Regions from separate parts of the Oryctolagus cuniculus genome. Here region 1 is linked to region 2. A link is a contact called in public Hi-C data. All regions are on one chromosome and are shown on one strand. The core of a region is the stretch at or near the end of the contact, and the rest is flanking DNA. Distances in the headings are between cores, read along the strand shown.

Region 1 (3,589 bases), core at 663-3,162, 67 kb before region 2:
AGGATTGCACGCGGCCTCTCACCGAGTCCTCCCGGCAGCCCTGCAATCAGCTCAAGTCCTCCTTCTCCCCCAGCTCACGGTGGTCACGGACTTGCCCGTGCCGCCCTGTGGAGTGGATCTCAGTTCTGCCTGGCTTCAGAGCCCATGTGACTCTCCTCCACTGCACAGCCTTCCTTCTGACCACATCTGGACGCACGGATAGCAAGTGCTGATGCCACGCAGAATCAAGTTCTTGCTATTCATTAATCATTAGGAATCGGGCAAAGCAGAGCCCACACGAACAAAACAGCCGGTGCTACTCCAGGAGACCGAGAGAAGTCTGGAGGCACGAAGCCAGAGAGAGGGGCCGTGCTTGTGTTACTCAAGCCCCAGGAAGAAGCAGGTGCTGGTCTCCTCGCCCAGCTCACACAGCTGCTACAGCCGACACGGTAAAGCTGGGCTCAGCTTGTAGCATAGCACTCAAAATGGCATAACCACTTACTGTGTTTCTTTTATATTAAAGAGAAACTCTGGGTGTGTGTGTGGAGCGAGGCCTGCGCTGTGGCTTATGGGATAAAGCTGCCACCTGTGGTGCCGGCATCCCATATGGGTGCCAGTTCAAGTCCCAGCTGCTCCACTTCTGATCCAGCTCTTTGCTAATGGCCTGAGAAAGCAGTGGAGGAGGGTCCAAGTGCTTGGGCCCCTGCTACCTACATGGGAGACCCGGAAGAAGCTCCTGGCTCCTGGCTTGGGCCTGGCCCAGCCCTGGCTGTTGAGGCCATCTGGGGAGTGAAAAGCAGATGGAAGACCTCTCTCTCTCTCCCCCTCTCCCTCTGTAACTCTTTCAAATAAAACAAACAAACAAACAAACAAACAAAAAAACCAGAGAGAGACTGTGGGAAACCCTTTTTGATTTTTAAATGTGGTGTAGTGCTCCCTGGAAAGCACCTCGGAATGGAAGCAAACATGGGAAGGGAGCCAGGGACACTGAATTTCCCTAACACCCACTGCAGTCAGGGTCTTCATAAGGACTCCAGGACGACACTTCCTGCACTGACCTGTCTTCCTGCTTCAAAGCCTTTGCCTCCCCTGATGGACAATGTGCTGCTCCCCTCCCCCTCACCGGCACACCTCAGGGCAGGGGAGTTACCTGCTGTCCCAGGGCAGCTGCCAAATTCCCACCCGCGCTGTCACCAGAAATGCCGATTCTGCCTGGGTCAACCTTGTACTTCTGTAAGACTTCTGGCCGCAGGAAATACTTTGTGGCCCGGGCGATGTCATGGATCTGCTCAGGAAAATACACCTGCGGAACTAGCCTGTATCTGTGAAGACAGAAGTTGTGGGCATGTGAGGATCTTACAAGTTTGTGTCGGCAGCTTGAAGTTCAAGAGGAAACAAGTTCTTTTACAGGAAGAAATAAACAGAAAAGGAATTAAACGACATCTAAAGCCATCAATCCTCTTGCAAATCAAATGACTTTTGTATTAGTGACCATTCCTTTTGTTTTTTGTTTTTTGCTGTAAGGACACCAAACCAAGTAAGTCAGATTCATCACCACCAGCAACCCAACTCCAAACAAAACAACAACAAAAACATGATCAGACTTCAAAGGCAAAAGCAGATGTTCGTGACTGGGACATGGAGAGAGCTATTACAGACTTCAGGGTTCTGTCTCTGGAAGTTCAGTGGTCCGCTCGCTGGCCTTGACCTCTGGCCCGCTGGTGACTCAGCAGCACTGACCACTTCATTGGCATCACGCTGAGTGAGTCCAGCTGGCGTTCTTCATCATTCATTTGATAAACAGAGTAAAACTGCTCCCCACTGGTGCTGGTCCAGGCCCAGACTGGGACTAAAGAGCCAGCTGTTAACTGGCAAAGGGAAAGCCTAGTTTGCCAGCTGGCCCAGTTCAGTCCATAGCCAGCTTCTGGCACTTAGCTTATTGCCCCACTTTGCAAGGTCAGGGCCCTCAGGGATCCCATTCTGTACAACTTGTAGAGTTCATATTCCCTTAAGAGTCCCCATAACTGTTTCTGACAAATGTCCTGCCCACCCTGTTCCCTGATACACTGGCACCTCCACTTGGAAGGCCCCCTTAGTCTCCACTCTCCTCCCTTGCTCAGCAATTCTGACTACTCATTTAATCCTTAACCAGAGGTGTGGCCTCCTCCAGGCAGCCTTACTTGACTCCACTGGTTTCTAGCTAAGCTGGCTCCTGAAGGAAGGCCATGATAGTCCCATGTGTTGGGGTACCCTGCTGCGAAGGCACCCTGTTCTCTGATATCAGGGACTGCACTGTGTTCATCATGTGCTTCCAGTGCCCACAGTCACCCACCCAGTAAAGCGTCTCTGGGCGTCAGCACACCTCATTCTGCAAAGGAAGAAACTGAAGGCCGGCGCCGTGGCTCACTAGGCTAATCCTCCACCTAGCGGCGCCGGCACAACCGGGTTCTAGTCCCGGTTGGGGCGCCGGATTCTGTCCCGGTTGCCCCTCTTCCAGGCCAGCTCTCTGCTGTGGCCAGGGAGTACAGTGGAGGATGGCCCAGGTGCTTGGGCCCTGCACCCCATGGGAGACCAGGAAAAGCACCTGGCTCCTGGCTCCTGCCATCGGATCAGCGCGGTGCGCCGGCCGCAGCGCGCCAGCCGCGGCGGCCATTGGAGGGTGAGCCAACGGCAAAGGAAGACCTTTCTCTCTGTCTCTCTCTCTCGCTATCCACTCTGCCTGTCAAAAAAAAAAAAAAAAAAAAAAAAAAAAAAGAAAAAAAAAAAGAAACTGAAGCAGAAAGCTGGAGTTAGGAGATGGGGTGAGGAATTGACAGGTGTTCCAAGGTGGGATATGAGCATCTTAAGTGCAAGACTATCCATGCCCATTAGACTCAGGTGCTTTAATATCCATTTTATAATTACATATTTATTTCCAGAAACTAATTTTTTCAGCTAAGCTTTATAAGGCCATTTATCTTCCCCATCTAAAATCCAGGTAGCTAATTAACCATCTTGATTTTAAATGTTGCTACAATCAAATGAACAAATATTTGTCAAATACTTTGGTAAGTAGTAAATATAGAACTAATTGCTTAGGAATTACTATATTTTGAAAATAAATGCAATAAGAAACTCCGCTAGTGCTACCTTATAGCAGATAAAATCTTCCTAATTACTTTCCATTTTCCTATAAATATTAACAATTAATCATGCAAAATATTTTCCTCCAGTTGACTTCACAGTATTAAAGCTGCTGGTATTTCATTTGCTAATTATGTACAAAAGGAGAAGTATTACATTTTTCTCCCACTAGGTGGCGCCATATCACAAGAGTCTACTTACCCCTAGTTCTTGGAGGAGGTATCAATTTTTTTAATGTCAGCATTATCAAGCTGAATTTTTCATTTTAATCAAAACAAATGAATTCATTTCACAAACAAGCTAATGGATATAAAGATCATTATATTTCAGCAATTTTCCACGTCTCACCATAAACTGTTTTCCTAGCTGTCCAGGAGATCAGAACATATGCCTAACATACATGAATTAAACGGTTTTCAGGTGCTGTTCCAGAAACAGTCTCAGGGATTTGGGATCAAAGGAAATGGGAAGTCTGAAACAGCAAGTG
Region 2 (3,942 bases), core at 699-3,198:
ACATCACAGTAAGCAGGAGGGAAGATGGGGGTCTCCAGCTTCAAGACTTGTCCTCAGGGACAAAAGCAACCTTGGAGGTGGAGAAAGAAGCTGGGTTCAGGAAAAGCAAATCCAAACTGTAAACACGCTACAGTGTCCCAGGAGGGGTGTGTGTGAACGTAAGCCCCTACACCATGTAATCCTACACATAATCAAGGAGGACAGGGACAAGGAATAGAAACCCTCTAAGAAAATCACGGTTTTTCTCCCTCTTTCTCCAGCTGTCATTCCTGAAGGAAAGACTTTACAAAGGTTGGGGGAAGGAGGAGAAAGGCTGGTTTTGGAGGTGGGTTATTGAGGTTAGAGCAGGCCGCTTAGAAATGCTGTCCAATGGGACGGCTCAGCCCTGGCTGCAGACTGTAATTTACATTTTAGATTCTCTGACACTAAAAATAGTGCCTCTTGCAGTGGAACAAGCCTGAAACAGATTTTCCTGTCCCAGGGGTGGGGAGAACCGCACACCCGTGTTACAATAGGGAGAAATGGGATCCTTCCAGGCTAAGGTTCAGGAAAAGGTTATCTCCTTGACAGTCAAGGACGTAAAGAGAGGCCGGGCAAACAGAAAACACACATCCAGCAAAGCCGAGCCGCCGCCGCACCTTAACCGCCACCCCAGCCTCCCGGCCTCCTGCCTGGAGCTGCGCCGGAGACGAACTGGGAGATCCGTGCGGCCCCTTCAGCGCCCCGAGGGCCCTGCCTGCTGCCCTCGGGAAGGAGCGCCGCGAGCCCAGGGCCGTGGGGGCCGGCCCGCCCGCGCCCGTGGCTTCTAAGTGGCTGCCTTCCCCGGAATCAGAACCTTATGCATTTAACTCACTCTCTGCCGGCCCCTACCGGAGAACGAACACGGGGGAGGGGAGACTTGGAAAAGGCTCAAAGATGGATTCGCTTTTCGATGTTGCAAGCCGAGAGAGAGGGGGCTAGTTATGGCAGGAGAAAGATTAACCCCGTTGCCAAATTCTATCCTAGGACTTCACTTCCCCGGGCACAGTCGTAGGCGAGACACGGACCTAGCCCGCTGCCAGAGAGGGGGCGACTGCGACCTCCCGTACAAGCCTGGCAGAAGCATCTGAGCGTGCGACCGCCCCGCCGCGTTCGGGAGACCTTGCGTTCCCGCGGATCGAGGTCGGAACGCTGCTCCCTTCGGGAGACCGCGCGAGAGGACCCGGAGCGAAGCAGCGCGCCGCTGCGCCTCACCACTTGCTGTGCGCCCCGGAAAGTCGCGTCCAGCAGCATCAGCTTCCAGGGGTCGGACACGGCGCCGGGCAGCGGGATGTAGACGTAGTAGGCGGCCAGCGCCACCAGGGCGGCGAGCAGCACGCAGGACGACCTCATCCTCCCCCGGCTCCGCAGGCCCGCCGGTGCACCCAGGGGGAAGGGGCGACGCCACCCAGAGACCTCCGGCAAGTTTCTGCCAGAGGCAGCGGCTCCTTGGCTTGTTTCTTATACGCCCAGTAGCCAATCGCGGGTGGCGTCGGGAGGAAGTCGGAGCGCTGACGTGCCCCTCGCGTGTGTCCTTGCCAAGTGTTCCAGGCACCCCAGGTTGGAGCAGGCGCTGGCGCGGCGCGGCGCGTGGCGCAGCGGGCCCTGCAGGACAGCGGCTTGCATTGCATGCCTGTGGCCAGCGGCTTCTTCCCGGAGGTTCTCCAACCCCCAGACCCGAAATTGTTCCAGTGGGTTGAGTCTCCGTGCAAGGCACGGGGGTTCTTTCACTCAAAGTGGAGATGGTATTAAGATAGGCATTAAGTCTTCCAGAGCCAGACTTGCCAGGTAGTATAATATCCAGCTGAGAAGTTGAAAGAAGGGAAAATCCCTGTAGCTCCAACAACGACTCTCATGCGGTACACTTAGCACCCAAGTCTTGGTTTCCAAATCCCTTTCCCTCCTCGTAGCAGGAAACCAGCCCTTTGGCACAGCTCCCTGGAGGAAAGGCGGATTCTAAGGCGGGGGCACGTGGCTTTACAAGATAAGCCCGGCCTGCCGGAAGATAAGGAAGTACTCAAAACATCATGGAACAGGTGGCAGCTTGAAAGAGCTCCTGGTGGCTAAAACTGGCATAATTTTAGCATCAAAACAAACTATCATAATAGGCTACAAACCATTGAAAGTCCAGGAATCTGTACTAAGATAAATGAACAAACAAATAGGGAAAGAGGGAAGGCTTTTCTTACAATGGAATGTCAACTATTAACCACAGAAAATCGTAAATAAATGCTAAAACGAGTGGGTAAAAGCTTGACAAGGGATTTTCATTCCTCATCAAATGACCTCTAATTATTGTTACAAAGTGAAAAAAAAAAAACTTACTTTACAGTGGTAAGACTTGGTGGACGCTAGCTGAATGAAACCTCTTCCAGTGGGCCAATGGTAGCGGAAAGGGCATTCAAAACAGGATTCTTGTTAAAGACTGGGGAGAGAGGAGTATGGGCTGAGGGAGAGGAAAGTTCCCTAGCAGAATTACAACCAGAAATCAGAAAGAAAACATTTGGGATAACTGCTTCATGGAAATAGGTAAGGTCTTAAAACACCTGGCATATGTAAAAATGCATCTTAATATAGTAATTAGAATTTAAAAGACTTTTGAAAGGTTATTTATTTATTTGAAATGCAGAGCCAACAGAGAGAGGCGAGTAGAGAGAGTGAAGATGAGTGAACAAAAGAGAGCAGTCAGTAAAATGCCCTGGTCCTGCTCCTAAGCCCATATGGTATGGTTTGAGTTAAGCAATTGATTTTTCTTTTACATGATTGCTTCAATTTTTATTAATATCTCTTAAGTATATGACACAACAAAACCACTACTTAGCAAAATATTTATTTATTTATTTATTCTTAAAAAAAAAAAAAAAAGGCACCCAGGGCAGTGGTTTGATGCAGTTGAGATACTGCTTGTGACTCCTACATTAATAAAAAAGTGCGTGGGTTCAAGTGCTGCCTCCTCTCCTGATTCCAACTTCCTGCTGAGGCATACCCTGGGAGGCAGTAGATAATGGCTCAAGTAGCTGAGTCATTACCAAAAAGATTGAGTTCTAGGCTCCTGACTCAGGCCTAGCCCAGCCCTAGCTGTTTTGGGCATTTGGGACGTGAATCTGTGACCAGGAAACATCTCTTTCTCTGTCTCTCTCTCCCTCCTTCCTTCCCTCCTTGTTTCTTTGCCTTTCAAATAAGTAAAATTTCTTTAAAATTTAAATTCAAATTTACCCCAAATATCATATACTGTACCACGTGACGTGACTTCCCCATCTAAGACAAAAAGAATTTTCGTCCAACATCTACTGAGTCCTGCTGCCTGTAAGGTACTGTGGTAGGCCCCGTTATGATGAAGGTATAGCTTCTTTACCTGCCAAAAGTGTCCACTTTTTTTGGACAGAAAAGGGTTATTTCAAATATGTACAAAGTTCGGAGGTGTGGTGCAGAGGAGGTCAGGGCTAGTTTTGTTCTGGGAGAGTGAGAATAAGAAGATTCACAATGAAAGTGGTGACTGAGCAGGCTCTGCAGGCTGAAGAGGAGCATGCAGGCAGACCCTGGTAAGACCATCGCAAGCCCACAGAAGAGCCTGGACAACAGCTCCGGAGTGCGGTGCAAGCAGAGCGGTAGATCAGTAGTCCCACATTTCTGGAGCATCAGCTGCCAGGAGTAGAGAGTGATGAGATTTTAACCTGAAGGCTTGGGCAGAGATCACATGAAGCAGGGCCTTGCATCATGCCAAAGAAGTTGAACATTATCCCGCAGGCAGTCTGGAGGCACTGAAAGGTTCGTATTAGGTTGCTCTGGTAACTGTGTAGAGGGTATATTGACAGGGAGAGAGCAGGAGAAGCAGAAGAAAATGTTAGTTCTAAGGTGTCCAAGACAGGGGTGATATTTGCAAGGACTTGCAGCAGGTGATGCAGTGGCATGAAGAATCAATCT

The links. A called contact is a pair of places that touch in the nucleus more often than the background predicts.
Region 1: a contact with region 2 is called in a Hi-C map of skin fibroblasts, with 5 times the contacts expected there. The contact joins the enhancer-like site here to the promoter of NCEH1 in region 2. A contact is called at or near these places in 5 of 6 Hi-C or Micro-C datasets (ear pinna, embryonic fibroblasts, psoas muscle and 2 more).

What each region holds. Positions count from the first base shown.
Region 1 is chr4:107,592,579-107,596,167 of mOryCun1.1, reverse strand. It overlaps NCEH1 (neutral cholesterol ester hydrolase 1), which reads right to left. Exons shown (of 5, transcript XM_008266500.4): 4 at 1,130-1,301. Among named protein-coding and RNA genes, the nearest start is that of NCEH1, 67 kb to the right of the region's middle. Within about 2 kb of position 1,912, at least 1 of the 8 cell types and tissues checked has an H3K27ac peak or open chromatin away from gene starts, as enhancers often do.
Region 2 is chr4:107,525,624-107,529,565 of mOryCun1.1, reverse strand. It overlaps NCEH1 (neutral cholesterol ester hydrolase 1), which reads right to left and starts at 1,948. Exons shown (of 5, transcript XM_008266500.4): 1 at 1,234-1,948. The coding sequence starts at 1,371.